Linked DNA regions of Mus musculus: region 2 is linked to region 1. The links are chromatin contacts, called in public Hi-C maps. All regions are on one chromosome and are shown on one strand. Each heading gives the region's core, a stretch centred on a gene start, on an enhancer-like site or on the middle of the called end of the contact. The rest is flanking DNA. Distances are from core to core; before and after follow the strand shown. Region 1 has its middle 27 kb from the start of Gm34960. Region 2 overlaps Scfd2 (Sec1 family domain containing 2).

What was found. A called contact is a pair of places that touch in the nucleus more often than the background predicts.
Region 2: a Hi-C map of uterus shows a contact between it and region 1, with 2.9 times the contacts expected there. The contact joins two enhancer-like sites. A contact is called at or near these places in 1 of 39 promoter capture datasets (the 3T3-L1 cell line), 12 of 484 Hi-C or Micro-C datasets (cortical neurons, embryonic fibroblasts, embryonic stem cells and 3 more) and 1 of 115 datasets of contacts at active chromatin or transcription factors (fibro-adipogenic progenitors).

The regions. Positions count from the first base shown.
Region 1 is chr5:73,775,271-73,780,716 of GRCm38.p6, forward strand. No RefSeq gene overlaps it. Among named protein-coding and RNA genes, the nearest start is that of Gm34960, 27 kb to the right of the region's middle. Within about 2 kb of position 2,126, at least 50 of the 459 cell types and tissues checked have an H3K27ac peak or open chromatin away from gene starts, as enhancers often do. A contact at or near this core is called in uterus, where this site is marked.
Region 2 is chr5:74,302,048-74,307,493 of GRCm38.p6, forward strand. The region is part of intron 5 of Scfd2 (Sec1 family domain containing 2); the gene reads right to left. Among named protein-coding and RNA genes, the nearest start is that of Gm32064, 12 kb to the right of the region's middle. Within about 2 kb of position 2,919, at least 18 of the 459 cell types and tissues checked have an H3K27ac peak or open chromatin away from gene starts, as enhancers often do. A contact at or near this core is called in uterus, where this site is marked.

The DNA of each region.
Region 1 (5,446 bases), core at 876-3,375:
TGTTCCAACAGGGATTTAAAAAGTTGTGGAGGGACCCAAATATATAGCAGGAAGACATGAAGTAACAGAAGGATGAAGGAAGGCAAAGCAAGGACCATGGTCTCAGACAGAGTCAGAAACACAGCTAAATACGCACATGACTTTGGTTTCACTGGCCTTAAGCAAGCAGAGCAAACAAAACAACTAAACGGTTGCAAATTACACAACCCCATTCTCCCTTTTCTTCTTTGTCTGTATTGCCATTTTGGGTCTTTCCCCTTTCACGATCAATATGACACTCAAGCCAGGTCGGTCAGTTACCACGTAGAAGTTTCTACTATTTGAGATAAGTGACAAGGGACTCCTTAGGAGCAAGGAACAGAATCAACATCTGTGTCCTTGAGCAATCGGATCTATACTCCTGAAAACATGGGGCCCATGTGTGTGCGCATTGGATGCCAAGGCTGTGAAGACAACGGGTGACTCGTCACGGGGCGACACATGGTACTCAGTAACCAGAATGAGGTGGGAAATGGGATGCAAACAGAAGTATCAATTTGAATTTAGACCAGAGGAGGAGAGCAGCCCATGGTGGATGGAGCAGCAATAGCACACTCCAGCAACTCTGGTGTGTGGGTCCTGACCAGCAGCCAGACTAAATGTAAAAACTCTCAAAGCTGGGCCTCAGCTCCCTCCACAGCAGTACCAGACAAGAGGCTGAATCATGGCAGGCCCTCAGTAAGTGGCTGAGGATGAATGCAAGCTGCGAGGCAGAAGGCCAAGTGTTTAAACAGCCCTGGCTATTGATAGCAATCATATCATTTCTCTGGGCCTCCGTTTGTCTTTGAAAATACGATGTATATGACAGAAATCCCTGATTCCTACACAACACCGAGTCTAACCTTGTTACGTTCTGAGACCTTCTATGGGTGTTATTCTGAGATTAATGATTTCGTTCTTCACTGTTCTCCCAGGATGCATCAGGGATTCTGACCTGAACTCAGGAAGTCTCAGCATGTCACTGAATCCTCCATTGGGGAAAAGTCAAGTCTGGTGACAGCTATTGAGGTCACCAACACAATAGGGGATTAACCACATATGAATAAGGAAGAGCTGGCCTGGGGTGGGACTTAACATTTTCAGCCTTTCTTTAAACAAAGTCATAGCTGGAGAGATGCAGAAAGGAGCTGTTGCAGCTGGAGCAGAGCTCAGGATGGGTGCTGGGCCTCACGGATCTATGCCCAGGCTTTGGGAACAATGAAAACTACACCTCTAATTATTGTGCCAATTCTTGAAAATCTGTTTTGTGAAATCTTTGTTCTTTAAAAAGTCCTTTGAAAAATATTAAATATAAACTGTAATAACAAACCATTGTTAAATGGAAAATAATTAAAAGAATTTATTGAAATTCTTCTTGAGTTCTGTATTTTACGAGTAAGAGTGTCTGTTATTACAGTAGAATATTTCTTTCAGCCAAAGAAAGTAAGTGTTTATTCTCAGGAGTCCACCCAGCAGAAGGGTTCACAAAGTATCCTCTAAGTAACAAATTGCCCTAGTGTTCAGAAAACAGACCTTAATATGAAGGCGTTACAATTCAAATGCATGTATACCTATTGTAATGTCCAAAAGTGCCTGATTGCCTGAAAGAAGGACTGTCCTAAGTAACATAAATAGGCAAAGTACATGTTCCCTGGCAACCTGTGTCATCACGTGAAAGAACGTGACCTTACAAAGCTATCCAGTGTTCAAAACCCTCTACCTGCAGCACTTGCGGGTCCAACCCATGTCCCTATAGAGACAGCAAATGAGTCATACAGAAGTCAGGGGGAATTTTACAGTTCTGAAGAGGAATATTCTTCAGCTTTCTACTCAAATAGGTGTTATTAAACATACATACATGCATATGCACACACCTTCAAAATTAGGAAAGATTGAAAACCAACTTAAACATGAGAAGAAATCCCTGTCCATCAGAACCCCAGTGTGGACCCTCTAGAATCCAGAAGGAGGGCTCCTGGCATCTGCAACACTAGTGGGGGTGCCTGCCTGTTCACCAGTTTCTCCAGCATTCACTTGAGATACTGTTAACTCATGGGAAGTGAGTCTACACTTAGCAGGGCAGAGTTCTGAAGACAGCCTCAGGCTTCCCCGGGCCTCCCATCACGCCCTCCCTGACTTAGCGCCGGCTGGTTGATGTGTCCTGCTCTGTGTCATATTTTGTTCTCAGGCCAGAGATGAAGTCATGTGATGGCTTTATGAGCCACGCAGCTGCACAATATCAAGAGAAGGTTCCCTCCCTCTCCTCCTGGGGAGAAAATGTGCTGCCAAGCTCTGTGCTGTGACGGCCAGTTCTTAAGGTGCCGGGACGAGCTTGTTTTCCAAGAGGGATCTCACTCTTCTAAAAGGCTGGTCTCCAGGTCTCCCGGCCAGGTGGCCCATGGCTTTCCTCAAGGTTCCACACTGCACAGAAGTCTATACAGAGCCAAGACAATGCAGCAAGCACAGGGTTGGAGCATCCCAGGGACAGTCTCTAGGATTTAAGTTTCCATTTAGGGCAGGTTCACATGATTTGAGATTTGAGTCTCTCCTGGTTCACTCTCTGCCCTCCACCCCAATTTCCCATGCCTTTCAAGTGAATCAAATACTTTCTCCCAAACACTGAACATGACAGTCCCTCAGCAGAGTTGATTCAGTGGAGAAGACAATCAAAGAGGATGGTGTGAGGACCACAGAGGAGGATAATGAAGGTCAAGTTGAAAGCAAATATGATAGAAACCTTGGGAGAAAAGTGTATTTTTAAATAGCCACAAGTGCCAGGTATCTATGAATGTGAAATTATGAGTGTATAGTTATTAACACTTATTATAACTAAATGATATAATTTATATTAAGCAGAGATAGAATAATAAAATATTGCTTTTAAACTAGATCATTTTTCTCTATTTCCCAGTGTGTGAAAGAAGGCAGATCATTATAGGAATTTTTCAGATGGCTTTTTAAAGTCAGTGTTTCCCACAACACTTGCCTAGACAAAAGGGATTCACCCTATATATTTCTCTCAGAGACAGCTTTCCCTGGAACATGCAAAATGAAGGACACTCTGAAAGATGGATCAGTGTCCCCAGGTTTGTGCATCGCCGAAAGCCGTGGTGGTGATGGTCTGAGCAAGGCAGCACAATCTGGACGGGGCAGCTGGTGCTACTTCCTTCTCTACTGGGTCTGCATAGAAGGCTATGGCCATTCCTTCTCTTCCTCTAAATGGCAGGTAGGGTTTAAAGGATGTGCATTTGGAAGGACTTTGCTCTTTGGTCTTTATCAGATGGAAGGACATGGGGACAGGAAGGCAGTTCGTTAGAGATTCTGGGAGGTACAGTTCCTTGAGGAGTGTGGGGTGCTTCTAGAGACAGGTATTTGAGTGAGGAGGTAGATTCAAGATCTGCTTGAATAAGAGAGAGCGCTTTTGATGGGCGATGGAGAACATGCTCTCCCCTTAGAGGCCCTCAGAAATCAAAGCTCCTGGCTTCTTCAGTCTTTGGGCTCTGGGACTGGGACCAACTGTCGGATCTTTTAATACCACTTCTCAGATTTCCCAGTTCTCAGTCCTCTGGTCTAGACTAAATTGAACCATCACCAACGTGTCCCAGTTTTCCTGTCTGAAGATCATGGGATCTCTATACTCCTAAATTAATTCCTATAACAAATCTCATCTGTCTGTCTGTCTGTCTGTCTGCCTGCCTGCCTATATCCTTTTGGTTGTCTTTCTGGAGAACTATGATGACTACAACTTTGGTACTGACCTCATGGGCTCAGCTGGCTACATCTGTTAGGTACGTCTCATGTTTCTTACCTGTGTTCTATTAGTGGTCCATAGAAGTCCTGCAGAATGAGGAACCAGCATCTAACAGTCACTTCAGTGTGAACAGGAGGCAGACTGAAAGGAGCTTATGAACTTTCAAAATAAGGAGTCTACGAACTTTCAAAAAATGCATGCATCATCGAAAAATGGAGGCTTGGAATTTCTTATTTAAGTGACAGAAAGACATGAGGACAGCAAACATTCTCTTTGCAAGAAAAACATATCCTCCTGATGTACCTGCAGTGATCAGTTTATACTCAGATGAAGCATAGAAAGCAAAGAGACAAAGGTAATCACATATTACTCTGGAGTTGCATCTATAACTCTTCGAAGATGCTCAGCTGCTGGAAAAAACCCAAGTGCCTCATGCCAGAGAAGTGTGTGACAACCTTTCTGGAGAATGGGTGCAGATAAGGTCATAAACTGAATTAGAGGAAATGCTTTGGTCCTAGAAATTCCATCATGAGAAATGGCTACCACAGAAAGAAGTACAAGGAAACAGAAACTTTATGTCTGTGACAGTTCTTATATATGTAAGTGTCCCAGAAATGAAGGAATGCTTTAAGAATGTAGGTGTCCCTGTCCATCAGAATATTTAGCAGCCATATTTTAAAGAACTCCAGTGCAATATTAAGTTAGTCCTGTTGGAAAAGATGTTATTAAAGAGTGATGGTTTTTAATAGGGTTGGACTTTAAAAGTAGGTTATAAACAATATTGATTAACTTTTGGGAGAAAACTTGAACTATAAACGTTCCATCTCTGAGCTCCTAATCAGAGGATAAAGACACAGTGGTTCAGATGAGGGCATCAGCATGTTATGACAGTTGGAGAGAACATTAAAGAATGTTAAGACGATGATGACTTCTGTGGCAACTGCTGACACTATTACTCTTCTGCGTGGCCATTTTACAGTTTCCAAAACTGTAATAAATGAATAGACAGTATTTTCAAATCATAAAGAAAAATCTATAGGTTTTGTTAAAGATAACTGTTAAATATTTATAATTGTTTTTAATATAGCTTAATTTTAAATTCACAAACTTAGCTTTAAAGTTTTTATATCCTCTTGAATTTGTCATTTAATTATATATATATATATATATACATATATATGTATATATATATAAATGTATATATATATAATATCCTGATTACTGGCCTGCTGAATTATATATATATATATATATATATATATATATATATATATATATATATATATGTGTGTGTGTGTGTGTGTGTGTGTATACATTTATATATGTATGTATATATATATATTTTTTCTGATTACCGGTCTGCTAAAAGTAGCATTGGGAAGACTAAAATTTGTGCAAGTAAGGAGAGTGTCCAGACAAACAGAAATTATAAGTGTCACTTTGTGGCTTGGAGAATGCAGTAGGAGGGTAGGAGAGACCAGCTGTAGAGGTACACCAAGCTGGGGAGGTTGGATAGCATCCTGAAGGTCGTGGGGAACCTTGGAGAGCCTGTGGAAGGAATGCTTCACATACACAGATGAATGTTAGAAAGACTCCTTGGAGAATGGGGAGACAACCAGGGCTGGAGGCAGGGGAGGCTGTTGGGCAGGGCAGGGTAGGAGGCACTGCTGGCTGGGC
Region 2 (5,446 bases), core at 1,669-4,168, 530 kb after region 1:
CCTGAGACTGGAGGAAGGAGACAGTCTTCATTAATAGAAGTTTCAAGGAAACTCCCTGATTCTAGATAGGGCCATTAGAAGGCAACTGTTTTCAAAGAACAAAGCACAACTCAAGAACAAGGATGCAGCTTGTCTGGGTGGAATTATATTACAAAACCCGAGGTGCTTTTTCAAGTCCACTGTCTCGTCTAGAATGACCTGCTTTGTGGAGGAGACTAAGGCATGTTTACAGCCTGCTTGAGTTCATACAGTGAAATAACTAAGGACATGGGAGTGCTTCCAAAAGCTATCACACAAAACCCACTCTCCTGCATGAGCCCCTAATGTGCTGATGGGTAGTTAGGAAGGTACACAGACACTGAGACAGGGAAAAGCTGGTGGAGGCCCTCAGATGTGCACACAAGCCACTAGAAGAAGCCAGATACCAGATCATATATCTTTTTTGCACCACCAAGGGGGAAGTACACTGAGGCCACTTAATCAACTTTTGGCAACATCAGTAGACAGTTCTGCCTGAGTATATGACGTGGAACTGAAATATTTCTCTTGGACTTTGAATCCAGTCCACTGTTTGTGCCTATTACAATACTGTTAGCTGCTAGCTGCTTTCTATAGCGTATGCCCCCAAAACGTGGCTAGGCATTCAAGTTCAGCACTTTTGTAGACCTGTCTTATTCCCCTCTCCCTTCTAGACACCTTTTACTATTTTGGAAAAATGTTTTCCATGAGCATCTCTCCATTATATGATTTCTCCACCCTTCTTTCCCTTGCCTATCTTACAAGGATGTCTACATAGCTACAATGTCCTTTCAACATTATCTAGTGTCTTCAGCTTTTACAGGGCTCTGTTATTTGCTAGATGTTAGAGAGAGCAAAAGGCTTGACTTAACAACATCCTCATGAGCCACCGCATTCTCATCTGCTGCTTCTTTCCTTGCCCCTTGTCCTTTCTTATGCTCTCCATTGTGCTGGTACAGAGATGGGGACAAGAGAGAGGCTGGCATCCTATGTGCACTGCACACGTGCTCTCTCTGGTTCTGTGGCTTCTGCTTGGGATTCTAAGGAAGGAGGCTCCAGCTGTAGTATGTAGTAGGGAATGAGGCACCACCTCCACTGAGCTCCTTTGTGTTTGGATTTGCACTGAACCACCATGAGGACCATCATACACTCCCTTTGCACGGTCATCCTGTCTCCCCACTTACCATCATCAGCCACAAATGGCTGGAGGCTTCTCCTCTTGGGAAACCATCATTTTCTTCCAGCACTGGCTCTGGGAGTGACAGATTTCATAGCTGCCAGCAGTACTTTCCCTGTCTCAGATTAACTTTCTTTCAGAGACCTTAAAACAATCTGAGTCCAGTCATCACTAATGTTATGCCCAAAGTCCTTAAAGGAACTAAATGAACAAAGGAGTCCAAGGCTGGCGACTTAGGGAAACCTTGGTTGCACAAATTAATTATTCCTAAGGATGGCATTTAGAAAGTTTTTGCTATTAAATGTGAACAGTGAGTGTCCTGAAGAAAAACATGGTATACAGAGATTTTCAAACTCACATGGTGGAAAAATATCTTTTTGCAACAAGCACCTTGTAGGACAGACACATTGCTGGATACCAGGGTCCAAGAAGTACAATGTCATCACCAGGCTTCATACCTGACAATGCTTTGTCTGGGTTTATAAAATTGAGATTTGATGCTGACCTTACGTATAATCTTTTTAACAGATATAAATTACCCCACCCTCCATTTCTATAAACCAAAGGGTCCCAACCATTTTGTTGCTTCCCGACACTATCTGACTTCATTCCTGAACTTTGCTAGTGATTCTTCTGGTCGCTGTGAGAAAATACTGACAGAAACAATGTAATGAAAGAGGGCTTCTGTCATCTTGTGGTTTATAGAGACTTAAGTTCATCATGGAAATGGCATGGCATTTCAGCGTGGTGGCTGTATGAAAGGAATACCTGGGAGAGCTTCTCCTATCAGGAAGCAGAGGTCAGACTGGAAACTGAGGTAGGCTATGAGCATCCAAAGGCTCCCAGTGACCCTCTTAGACCTACTCTGCAAAACAAAACAACAACCCAAAGAATACCCCACAGCACCACTGGCTGGGGATCAAATGTTCCAACGCGTGAGCCTGCAGGGGACAGTTCAGACCTAACACATAACAATTTGAAGCCATCTTTCTTGAGGAATGAGGGCAGGAGCAGCATGCACTTTCCTGGTGGAACACAGGATGGTGACACATGTCCTGTATCTTTCCCAGTGATGCTATCGTCCCGCTGGTCCCTGGACTGCAGGACCTCAGTCCTCACTGTGTTTTGAGGGCTGTGTTGATAGCTTGGAGCATCTCACCTTCTGAGTCCAGGGCTTGTGTTCATTTCCTCCTCTGGCTTAGGTTGGAGATAATGTTTTCCAGCCTCATATCTCCCACGGTGTCCACTGCCTCCACCCTGACTAGGAGTCTCCACACGTCTTACTCCTGCTTGACCAAGCTGATATTTTAGAGGTTTCTTCCTCAATTTCTATCTTGCTCTGGCCTCTAGAATAATCACTGTGCCACATTCCTGCATCTTTTGAAGTATCTTGGTGTTTATACCTGATAGTTAACTTTAGACTTCCTTGAAATTTATAGTTTCTTTCTTTAGGTTACTTAACAATCATTCTTTTTAATACTACTTTGGAGCCTAGTACCACTTTCTATGAGGTCACAGGGAGGTGCATCCAACTGAAGATGGCTCTAGAACAGACAGCTTTTGCACAACACCAAAGATGCTGACAGTGAAAAGACCAGCTCAGTGCACATAGGTCTGTGCTAGGAGATGCAGACACCCGAGCTTCTGCTGAGTGTCAAGGCTGCTTGGGGAGTCCAGCTGCTCCTTATACTACAGCAACGAGGACAGAACATTCTTGGCGGGAGTCCCTGTCCTTGTGGGCAAGTTGCCTTTAAACTAGACCTCCCAGTACCTGGCACACAACACTGGCTTCAGTAGATGCTCAATAAACATGTTTTAACGGACTATTGATTGAATGAAGGAATGAACAGGAGAACAAAGAGACAACATGGAAACAAACTATTGCAGGCACAGGCTTGGCCTTGGCCTTGAGCAAAGCTTTAGTTCTCTGTGCTTATTTTTCATGTTTTGGGATCCAGCCCTTCCCACACGTGTTTTTATACTCGGCAGACACTCCTCCATTACAAACACAGCGGGGAGAGTCTAGTCAGCCACATCCTTAGAAAAATGAAAATTTATAACTCTTTCACCTCTTTTGTTCCAAGAATAATTAATGTCATAAGACAGTAATGAGAAACCCTGCAAAACGCCTTCAAGAAATGAAGATTTTTTTTCCCCCCAGCACATCTTGAGTTCAAACACTTGCAAAGCACTAGCAATGCCTAATTTCACACTTTACATTTGGACTCAATTTTTCCCCTAGAAAGTTAGGCAAAAGACAGCAGGCCTGCCAATTCATGGACCAACTGTTACTATTCTGTATCTACTGCAATAAGCACATTGTTACCCAGCTGCTTTTACAATAAAACCCTGTCTGAAATCTCTGCACACCTTATGAGTTTCACTCCATCTTAGCTTTTCCCCTAAAGCAGTCACTCAGGTTCCAGTCCCCATAGAAGACACGCTCCAGCCTTCCACAGCTGCAGAGGCTTATGTCCTGAGAGATTTTCTATGTTACAATTCATGCTTCCAATCAAAACAGTGCCACAGTTGACATGATTTAGTGAGAAGAAGGACTTGATTAGGGTCCAGCACATTACCAAGCAAATATTAAACAACAGGGGATTTTTAATATGCAATAGTTGCTCTGTTCACAACAAAAACAAGCCAGAAACAATTTCCTGTTCTACGCTACGTGAAATGGAAGCTTGTTTTTAGGCAGCTGTGCTGTGCTGTGCACATCTTGGGGAAGCAGACTGCACCTAGGAGAGGTGCTGCAGCCATATAGAGCTCCACCCACATTTTAGAGGGAAACCAGCTGTGCTTCCAAATGGCAACAAGGACGCCTGCTAAGAGGCCAGGACTGTGCCTCCCTAGGACACTCCAAGCTTCTTTCTTGGGGTTCTAAATTTGGCCCACACTAAATTGTTAGGGACAACCTGTGGCTTGGACTTAAATTCTTTGATGATTTCAAAACACTGTTGTTGTTGTTGTATTCTCTATAGAAATATAAATAACACAGTATAAACCAGAGCCTGAAATGAGGGACAGAGAGAATAATTTTGGAAAGAATTTATGTATTATCTGTAGAGAAAAAGTAACTTTCTTTGCTGAGATTTGAGAAGAGTCCATTTTTCTTTTTCTTTAAAAAAATTTATTTATTCATTTATTTATTTATTTAATATATATGAATGCTCTGTCTTCAGACATATTTATTTATTTATTCATTCATTCATTCATTCATTTATTTAATATATATGAATCCTCTGTCTTCAGACATACTAGAAGAGGGAATCAGATCACAATACAGATGGTTGTGAGCCACCATGTGGGTGCTGGGAATTGAACTCAGGACCTCTTGAAGAGTAGTTAGTGTTCTTCACTACTGAGCCATATCTCCTGCTCCGAGTCCATCTTTTCATACCCAGAAATGTAGTTAAAAAAAAAAAGCAAATCCCAAACCAACCAACACCCTCCCCCCCAAAAAACCCAAAACCAACCCCCACCCCAATGTCCACCAAAATGAAACTACAGCAAAGACTAATAAAAAAGAGCCTGGCAGAAGTCAACAGATCATTAAGAGCATTCAGGATTGGGTATGGTTTTGACATTGACAAAAAGCCTTTCTCCGCTCTCATGGGCCACTGCATAGCAAGAGCTTCAAACTGCACAGGAGAAGAGCCTCACCTTCAGCCCTCTGCAGCAGCTGGGCACATGTGGGGCTGGGAGAGGCTGCTGAGCCTTTCTTTGTGTATGTGGCCTGGCAGGCAGGCTGCCTTGGTGAGTCGACCTGCAGTCCCAGAAGTACTCGGGGCTTCCCGTTTGGTTGTATGAGCTTTCTGGTACAGGTTCTAAATCTTCCTTGAAAAGAAGACTTGAGCAAAAGTTCTCTCTCTCTCTCTCTCTCATTCCCTTGTCCACATAGGGTAAAGCTCACCTCTCTGTGCTGGACCCGCACCTTCCAGCTTTTCAGAAGGGGCAGATGTGTGCCTTGCTGGCACTGCTCAGTCTACTCTAGCCAACTGTGCAAGCTGCATCTGCAGTTATTGACATCTTACTAATTTTGCTCAGATTCTCTTCTGCAGCCACTTTCTTTCTTTCTTTCTTCCTTTCTTTTTTTAAGGGGAGAGAGAGCTAATGAAAACCACGTTTGTATGCTCAAAGGCACACTGGAAAGTCATTACTCCGAGGGATAGCATGTTCCACAAGTGAAATGAAAGTAGTCTTATTTATGACCGGAAGGGCTACAGTGGACTGAACTGCACCACATCC